Linked DNA regions of Mus musculus: all the other regions are linked to region 3. The links are chromatin contacts, called in public HiChIP or PLAC-seq and promoter capture Hi-C maps. All regions are on one chromosome and are shown on one strand. The core of a region is the stretch at or near the end of the contact, and the rest is flanking DNA. Distances in the headings are between cores, read along the strand shown.

What was found. Promoter capture Hi-C pulls out the DNA fragments that hold promoters and counts their contacts. HiChIP or PLAC-seq counts read pairs in DNA pulled down with a chosen protein or histone mark.
Region 1: a contact with region 3 is called in an H3K4me3 HiChIP or PLAC-seq map of the SCID.adh cell line, with 19 read pairs. The contact joins the enhancer-like site here to the promoter of Slc35c1 in region 3. A contact is called at or near these places in 1 of 15 datasets of contacts at CTCF or cohesin (stem cell-derived epiblast-like cells), 31 of 484 Hi-C or Micro-C datasets (the C2C12 cell line, CD4 T cells, CD8 T cells and 18 more), 6 of 115 datasets of contacts at active chromatin or transcription factors (the SCID.adh cell line, bone marrow-derived macrophages, embryonic stem cells and 2 more) and 2 of 9 other capture datasets (adipose tissue and pancreatic islet).
Region 2: a promoter capture Hi-C map of pre-B cells shows a contact between it and region 3, with 2.7 times the contacts expected there. The contact joins the enhancer-like site here to the promoter of Slc35c1 in region 3. A contact is called at or near these places in 2 of 39 promoter capture datasets (hematopoietic stem and progenitor cells and pre-B cells) and 2 of 115 datasets of contacts at active chromatin or transcription factors (the SCID.adh cell line and fibro-adipogenic progenitors).

Annotation. Positions count from the first base shown.
Region 1 is chr2:92,295,240-92,298,380 of GRCm38.p6, forward strand. All of the region lies in intron 6 of Phf21a (PHD finger protein 21A), which reads left to right. Among named protein-coding and RNA genes, the nearest start is that of Large2, 74 kb to the right of the region's middle. Within about 2 kb of position 1,397, at least 11 of the 459 cell types and tissues checked have an H3K27ac peak or open chromatin away from gene starts, as enhancers often do. A contact at or near this core is called in the SCID.adh cell line, adipose tissue and bone marrow-derived macrophages, where this site is marked.
Region 2 is chr2:92,204,292-92,207,064 of GRCm38.p6, forward strand. All of the region lies in intron 1 of Phf21a (PHD finger protein 21A), which reads left to right. Among named protein-coding and RNA genes, the nearest start is that of Mir1955, 14 kb to the left of the region's middle. Within about 2 kb of position 1,325, at least 55 of the 459 cell types and tissues checked have an H3K27ac peak or open chromatin away from gene starts, as enhancers often do. A contact at or near this core is called in hematopoietic stem and progenitor cells and pre-B cells, where this site is marked.
Region 3 is chr2:92,458,473-92,461,508 of GRCm38.p6, forward strand. It overlaps Slc35c1 (solute carrier family 35, member C1), which reads right to left and starts at 1,322. Exons shown (of 2, transcript NM_211358.2): 1 at 195-1,322. The coding sequence starts at 726.

The DNA of each region.
Region 1 (3,141 bases), core at 147-2,646, 160 kb before region 3:
CGGGACTGGTGTTCACTGGTAGAGTACTCAATTCCTCAGCTGCATATGAAAATGGTAAAACCAGAATGGAGTGGAATGGGCTCTGGTTAACTTCTGCATGCCGTTCTGTGTTAGTTTCTACCTGCCAGTCAGTGAATAGGAAAACAATGAACAGGTCTTACTCAAAGCTCCTCTTCTTACCTCAGGCATGGTAAGCCCAAGAAATACAAAGAGAAAAAGTAAAAGCCAATATGCTATTAGAACAATACGTAAGTAATATAAGAGAGATTATTGTGATAGATCCCTGTACATTCTTAGCAAAATGGCAGAGCCTGTTATCCCCAGACTTGAAAATGATAACAGTAACTCCTATCCATTGAAATGTTAAAGAATGTGCACATTGTTATGTTATATAAAGGGGACACATCTTTCTCATCCAATTTCACCTTAAATCAATATAACTGATTAATACAATAAAAAAATATAGTGGATCTGATATTCATGTTAGCAGCTTATTCTTATATGAATAAAATTTAAAGTAAAATTCTGATAAAAAAATGTATCTTCTCTAAAGAGTTACCAGTTGCTGGTACCAGGCCTGTGTGCTTGGGCTTCTTAAATTCCAGGTGACCTTTCCTCTCTTAAAACCCCACTACTACTTTGTGTATTGTTGGACACATAGGATGTATGCACTGGGCTAGTTTGGTAGATGCAACACTCAAATCATGTTGGAAGTAAGTAAAGTTAGTATGGGCTGCAAAGGTGGCTCAGCTTCGTTCTTGCAGAAGACTGAAGTTGCTAGCACCCATGCTGGGTGGCTCACACTGGTGTTAAGTCCTGAGGAGCTGATGCATCTGGCCTAAGAGGCACCAGCATTCATGTGTTTATACCCAAACACAAATACATACACTTCATTAAAAAAAAGTAAAATTCTAAAAAAGAAAGGAAAGGAAGGAAGGAAGGGAGGGAGGGAGGGAGGGAGGAAGGAAAGAGATGCTATCATTTTGGTTAGTTACTATTTTTTTTTTTTTTAATTAACTACCTTTAGGATAACAACTGCAAATATCTGGCATAGACAATTGCTTTTGTTATTGGCATCGTAACACTTTAATTGACGCTCATTTTGATTTTTGCAATATTTCATACTCTTCCAATGTACATATTGTTGGTATGTATTGATTTTTGCTTTGTGCACTTGAAGAACAGGATATAATGCTGTTCCCTTCTGAATGGAAACTGCTAGTTTGTTTGGTTTTTTAAACTCACCCTTTTTAATGTAGGAACGTTTGTCACATTAGTGTAGTTCTCTGATTAGTACCAGGAAGTAGTTGAAATGGGATGTCTGGCCACAGGAAGAGCTGGAGTAGGTTCAGCTGAAATCTCACTGCACCCGCTAGATGGCGTTAACTCATTAAGTGAAAGCTTCCTCCTGCCGCTCTGGCAGACTTAATATAGCTGATCTGAGAGTTAAGTGGCGAGTTCTGTTGAGTGGTTGTGCCTTTCACAGAAGTGTTATTTATTCAACGTAAAATACTTAAATAAACTTCAGTATTTTGTCAGGTGCACATTAAGGCTGGCTCTCCCTTAGGCTTTCCCTGTTGTACATCCTATATAAACTTACTGGGGGTTTTTCCTAGTTTATTGAAATATCATAATTATTTCTTGGTTTTCTGGGAGTGTTGGGGAACAAATGAAACTGAGAAGCAGGCTGAAAGCAAGTAGATTATATCAGAATTAATTTTAAGTAATTTAGTTTTTATTCATAACCACTAGATCAACAAGAAAGTAAAACAAACATTCCAGTTCTCTGTCCTCCTCAGAGACAGTTCGCAGTGGTAGACTAAAGGTGGTCGGTCATCTTCAGAGATGTTTCATGAGGGAAACTCATTTTCAGTTTGAAGTTTTCCTTTTCTATAGTTGTCTGTAGGGTCTAAATATCTGAGCCATTTTTGTGTTTTCTTGCTGTTTTTATAAGTTCTAAAGTTGCACTTTTTAATGATTATTTTTTATTTTTCAGATTATAATTAGTCATTTCTCCTTCCCTTACCTCCGTCAAACCACTCCCTTGAATTTCCTTTCCCTCTGTCAAATTCATGGCCTTTTTCTATATAATAAAAAGCTGAGAAGAATCAGCTTTTGCCGTAAGAATCAAAATAACGAGCTTTATAAGTGTAATAGAAAGGTCTGTGTTTTGTTTTTTTTTTGGGTGGTTTTTTTTTTTTTTTTCCTTCGAGACAGGGTTTCTCTGTGTAGCCCTGGCTATCCTGGAACTCGCTTTGTAGACCAGGCTGGCCTCAAACTCAGAAATCTGCCTGCTTCTGCCTCCTGAGTGCTGGGATTAAAGGCGTGTGCCACCATACCCGGCAGGTCTGTGTTCCTGTTAATCAAATCAGAGTCTTCAATGAGGGGTTTGCTTTTATCATAACCTTGGATGAGAAAACCAAATGTTGTCTCTTTTCAACCAGAAGTTTAATACATAAGAGGAATATTGTGACTGATGCAGATTGGTCTGGTCACACCTATGGGTCTCTGTGGCATGTTCTAAAATGTAACTAGCTAGGGGGTGGGGAAGGTACTGGGTGATGGTGAAGATGATAAAAATGTGTTACATATGTGTGAAGTTCTCAAGGAATTAATAAAATAGCATACTGGAAATTGAGCTGAATAATCTCATTTCGGAAGCTTGCCCTAGAGAGCTGGGCTTGTGAGGAACAGGGTCGTGGGTGTTCAGCACTCTAGATCACCCCGTGTGCTCGCTTGCCTGTTTTGCTTTGGTTTTGGTTTTATAGACACTAAGTGGAAGCAAGAGTGTGAATAAATTGTGAGTGACTGTGGGCATATGTTTATAGTGAATTAGAGAAGGAGGGGAGATTGTCTTTTCAGAAGGTATTAACTGCTTTCCAAGCAGATCTTAGAGGATGTGTGCCTTAGTCTGAAGAAACAGTTAAGCAGAGAAAGCTACCCAGTCTTGGTAGAATCTAGTATGACACTGTTGCAAAATGTAAAACTATAACCAAGTACTTATTCCTTTAAAAAAAAAGTTTTATGTAGCTCAGGTCTGCCTTCATAGGATATGTATCTAAAATTAACCTTGAAATTTGATCCTCCTGCCTCTACTTCTGAGTGCTGGGATCACGGTGTATGCCCAGTTGATGGGGGTCT
Region 2 (2,773 bases), core at 75-2,574, 250 kb before region 3:
CATGTGGTGCTGGCCTTGAACCAGGTCTTCCACATGCTGAGCAAGCACTTTACCAACTGAGCTACATCTCCAGAACTTTAGAAAGTCTGATAATTACTTTTAAATTTACTCTTATAGGTTGTACCTTATTTTGTGTACATTTGGCTGTAACTTTTTATATTTGACACCTATAATCATCATTTTTAGAATTTTAGCGCAGGAAACTGTATGACAGAGTTGTAAATCACCCTGTCGCATACACTTCCTTATGAGTATTCTCTTTGTATTCAGACTGATTGTGTGTTAAGCATTCCTGTTGTAACTTGTAGAGTACTTTGCTGAGCCAGGAATTTGGACTGTTTGTTGATCTTAAACCAGGTACCAGTGATGAGGAGAGCTTAGTTTTCTGCCCCCTGTCTGCTCTTCTCTAGGGCAGTAAGTTGCACGTGTACCTGCAGTGTGGGACCCATTTATTACTAGTCAGTAAAGGTGATGCTAGCCTTACTGAATTTCTTGTTTTATTAGTTTAAATTAGACCCAGAGGGGTAATTATTCCACCCCAATGCATGAAGAAGTCTAGTCAGTGCAAGTTGTGCATTCAAACCCCCATGCAGTGCATGGGAAATGCATCTTTAATGTTATGATGTTGTTTGGCATATTTAGTTTAGTGCAAGGAGTGTACTTGCTTAACAGGACCTTTAATAAGCTCCCTCTACACCAAAGATATACTTTTAAAAATTATACTTAAGGAGACTTTGTAGTATTCCCCAGTAGAGTTCATCTAGAGCAGCAAAAACCTTCTCAAATAAAACTATTCCTTTAACCGGTATTCATTTAAGTGGGTTCCACTGTACTTGGTTTCCATGGAAATAGTGAACAGCTAACGTTATTTATAAGGTGGAAGTAAAATAGGGTGCCTAATGGGACCCCATGCTGCTCTGATGAAGAGACTTAGGGAAAAAAATCTATGCTCATGGGATTTTTTTTTTTTTAAACAAGGTTAATGGAAGCCCTTATTTCAGTCTTCTGTAACAGAACATATTTTTGATTTTAAAGGCTAGCATTACCATCAAGCAAACAACTTCTTTTGCGGTCTGTATTGCTTTCACTTTCAAGTTTTAGGACTGCTTAGCAGGATGGAGGCTGTATGTTTCACACTTCTGTTTCTTGGTGGTTTTATTTGAAAAGTTAGGAGTCCTAGCGTATTGTAATGTTTCAATTTCTCATCAGCACATCTGAGAGTACAGAGAAGATAGATGCTCACTAGTACAGCAGTGATGGTCAAGAATCGATATGTTGACCACACAGGGTTTTTAGATGTAAATTGTACAGGAATCAGATTTAGTCTTTAGGCCTGAGTAAGGGCTCTGTGTATGTCGTCAACTTAGTAGGTGGAAAGGTCCTGAGTTTCTTTTGAGACGTGCACGGGGAAGATTTTAATAACTCTTTTTAAGAAAGTGAATTGTTGCCACTGCCTGTTAGCTAAAATAAATGTCCATTGTTTTAATCTTTGAATTGGATTTGGGAAAGCCTTCTTTTTCTTTTTTTTTCTGTCATTACTTCAACAAGGCCTGCTCTTAGTTTCCTATGCCACACCAAACTTGCCTTTCTAAAACCTCATCAGCTCAAAGAGCATCATTGCCTTTGTGCCTGTGTTTGCAAAGAGAAGGGAGAGAAGGGGGAGAGGGGGAGAGGGAGAGGAGGGGGAGAATTTCCAGAGCCTGAAGTTACCTGCTCATCTTCTAGCCTGGTTAGGCCAGCAGTCCTGCATCTAAGGGAAGTATGGCAGCTCACAGTAAGGTTAAGGAGCTGGTGTTTTATTTAGATTGTTTGGCTGTCAGTGGCAGCTTGGGATCATTATCTGTTTGTCTGGGAAGTTCTGGTTTTCTTGGCTGTCAGGACTGCAGGGTTTCTCCATGTTTAAAAACAGGGTTGTAGTGTACCAGGGAGGAGTTTTTGTGTTGTGTGCATGTTTCTTTGGATAAGCTTCTCACTGTATTTGAGTTTATTGTGCTTTAATTAAAAAACAATTAATTTTTCTTTAAATGTACCCCCCTCTTACTCTCCCTCCCTCCCTCCTTCCTTACTTCCTTCCCTCCCTTCCTCCTTCCCTTTCTTTCTAAGTCTGGTGTTTACCAAGTGACCTTCCTTAGTGGCTTTTATTTGAATTGTAGTTGTGCTTCAGAGACAGGAATTTGGGTCTCTTGCCCCAATTCTGAGATCAGAACTCCCAGGAGTTGCAGTTAGTGTGCTTGCAGGGCCTCTCTGATGTAGAGCTGGGCCTTCCCCCTCCTCCTTAGTGCTGATGGTCTGTGCTCCAAACTCCCATTAGTGTTAATAGGAGGCACTAGCTTAAGTCCCTGTACACCAAGATAAGCCCAGGCTCTTTTATAATGCCTTGTAGATACCTTTGTTGTTTTTGTTGATGATGGCAGGAGCTTTGGTCTTGAGGTTAACTGACTGTTAAGACTGAGTTTGAGTTGTCTTGGGATATGGAATGAATTACTGAGTCTGATCTGTAATTAAGTTTTCACCGTGATTAGACTCAAAACATTTATAGCTTAGAGCTGTAGAAACTTTTGATGATTTTTCTACTTTATAATATGATGAAGCAAGGCCTATTTCTGTTCATTTCTTCTACCACAAAACAAGCGACTTAAACAAGTTTTGTGTATATTGTAGGAGAAGTTTGTAAGTCATGGCCATCGCCATCATCATCACTATACTGTACTGAGAAGATTTCCTCCCTTGCTCTCTGGCCTCTCCATCTCAGGCATCAGCCAGTTGGATACTT
Region 3 (3,036 bases), core at 72-2,571:
TGCTGTAGTGTCTGCCTAACATTATTATGTTCACCTTGGCTGGATCCCTAACTTACTGAGTCACAGTAAGGAAGTTATTTGTTCTCTACAGGTCTCTCCCTATGACTGGTGGTGCAAAAGACCTGGGACAGATAATGAGTAATGTGGTATTGATCTTTACGATTCCTGCTCCCCACGCCCCCAGTCCCACTCACCAATGATGACGCCGCAGGTGAGCAGGGCATAGAAGGAAGTGGTCTGTTTGAGCAGCAGGTAGGAGAGAAGAACGTTGAACACGGTGGTGAGCGAGCGTCCCACGTTGTAGAAGGGCACCCCTACGTACTTGAGGCAGAGGTTATTGAAGGTTATCATGCCGATAAAGACCACTGACAGCGGCAGCACACTTCGGGCCACCTTGAGGTCCAGGTTTAGGGTGGGGAAGTCTACCATGCCGGGGCAGCAGGTGGCCAGAGTGCTGAGGCCCTTGCACAGCAGTGAGGTCACCAGGCATTGGTAGAAGGTGACAAAAATGGGGGTATCCAGCTGCAGGGAGGGGCTGTCCAGCAGGTACTTGTTGAGGAATACCATGGAAATGGAGGTGACCCAGTAGAGAGAGACCACCAGCGCGATCTGCAGAGCCCGGAGCAGAAATGGCTTGTTCCCGCTCTCTGACTCCTCGGAGACAGCAGAGACTCCAGTCAGCGCCATGCGCAGGATCCTGGACCGCTTCAGAGGCGCCCTGTTCATGGTGGCAGAAGAGCTGGGTCACCTTACGGCCAGAAGCAGTCCCTGGACTACAGGGCTTCAAGCAGCTAGGGTCTGTGGCTGCAGCCTTCAACTGTCACATGGGATGACCTATCGGTCCCCTCCTTCTTGGATGAAGTTCTGCTTCCGGATTTGCCGAGGTGCACCGCTCCTCATCTTGCTCGCTCCCGGGGCGGGGGAGGGAGGTGGTGTCACGAAACAAGACCCAGGGAAGGGAGAAGGGGCCTAACTAAGGATGTGGGCTTTGACAGCCATGGCCAGTTTGAGGACAGGGGACACGTGAGTCGCAGGGAGAAAGGAAGCGAGAGAGCGAAGGAAGGACGGAGCGGAGGAGGAAATAACTGGACGCGGACCGCGTGGGAAGCATGGGCTGCGGGAACCCCCGGAAGCACCCGCAGAGCCGAAAGGAGGGCGTGCTGCAGGGAGATCACCGAGGCTCAGGAAGGCGTCTCGAGGGACACGGACAGGGGCCTGACCGGAGCAAGGCCCTGCGGTTGCCACGAGCCGAATTCAAGTTCCGGCTCAGCGACGCGGGTCCCGGGCCACTTACCGAGCAGGGCGGGCCCTGCGCGCATTTCCTGACACGCCTACGAGCCGCCTTAAAGGGCCAGCTCGCAGGCCGTTGCCACTTCCCGCGGCCGTCAAGAGCTCCCCGGCAAGTCTGCACCTATGCCCACAGACCTGCCCTCTTCTTCCGGGAGTCCCCGGAGATCAGGGAAGGGTTTGCAAGTGCTATAGCCTCTCCCATTTTCTGGAAGGTTCTGTCATTCTCCCCTCCACCCGCACTATCTTTTCCCCTGATATCTTCAGATCGACCAGACTCGGTCAGGTGCATCTTCACCATCTACCCAGAAAATGGAATACCACCTTTCTGCTTAGGGAGACCCCCCCCCTCCCTCCGCCCAGCCCTTGCGCCCGGCTCCCCACCGTTGCACCTCCCTCGTCCCTCGAGCTCAGGCCACTCGGGAAGACCTTGTTGCAGTCCTCTCCTTTTTTCCTACCCCTATTTTCACCGCTTCCAGACCTAGTCAGGACATGAAGTCCCGGAGATCCAAGCAGCACTTCCAGAGGCGAGAAGCCATGTCACCTCCTCCAGATAAAGTCCATTCTGGATGCCCAGACCAAAGCCTCTGAGCTTCTCAATGCTGTATCCCCTTCCCGGGGCCCTTTCCCTTCCAGAACGTACCGTCCGTCCACCCGACTGGGCTCTGGTGTCCTGGCTGATGCAGGGACCTGGTGCTCACCCTCGGCGGTGCCCTCGGGTGCACCTGCAGCACCACCCTCGGCTGAACTTGCAACGCTGCCCAAGCCGCGCCCCCAGTACGACTTCCTGCCACGTCGGGCTTTGGGCAAGGTGGGGCGATTACCCACGGGAGCCCATCAAGAAAGCCTCTTTCCTTTATCTAAGGTCAACGCCATCTCCCACCCTCCACCCCAGCTAGCCTGGGACTCCTCCATTCTGTTACTGTCGTTTGGCGCATCCCTTGACAAGATGCATCTTTGGCCCTATGGGTCCAAGCTGGTGCTTCCAGAAGGGCGTGGTTGGGAGAACTGCGGATGCCGCCACTCCCCTACGAGAGTACCCTTCTCAGTCCCGGGAACCAGGCTTGAGTGGGCCATTAGCTCCAGGTCTTTTACACCTGGGCATCTGGAAGGGCTGACTTTTCTCTGGTTTCTCCCTAGCACCATTGTTGGACAGGCAAGTTTGCCCTAGGTTGAGCTGGTTTTATTATGGAAATGGCTAACACAGTGGGTTCCAGACTTATTGCTTATGTGGTTGGTTATAAAGATGTCTCGCTTAAAGTATTTCAATTACTATTTTATTAGTAGGGCCTGATGGTAAAGGGCTTGTAATCCCAATTGAGATAGGAAGATCAAAAGCTCAGCCGCGCAGTGGTGGCACACGCCTTTAATCCCAGCACTTGGGAGGCAGAGGCAGGCAGGCGGATTTCTGAGTTTGAGGCCAGCCTGGTCTACAGAGTGAGTTCCAGGACAGCCAGAGCTACACAGAGAAACCCTGTCTCGAAACACCAAAACCAAACCAAAACAAAAAATGTTCAAGGCCTGTCTGAGTTACAGGATAAAATTCAAGGCCAGCCTGGGCAATTTAGTGAGACTTGTTTCAAAAAGGGGGGCTTGGGCACACATACCTAGACATGAATAAAGGGTTGGAGATCAAGCTCAGTGTTATATAGCTCAGTGTTAGAGTGCTTGCCTGGGATGCACAAGGTCCTGGGTTCAATTCCCAGGACAGCAAGGGAAGAGGGGTGGGGAATCAGTACTGATTTGTCA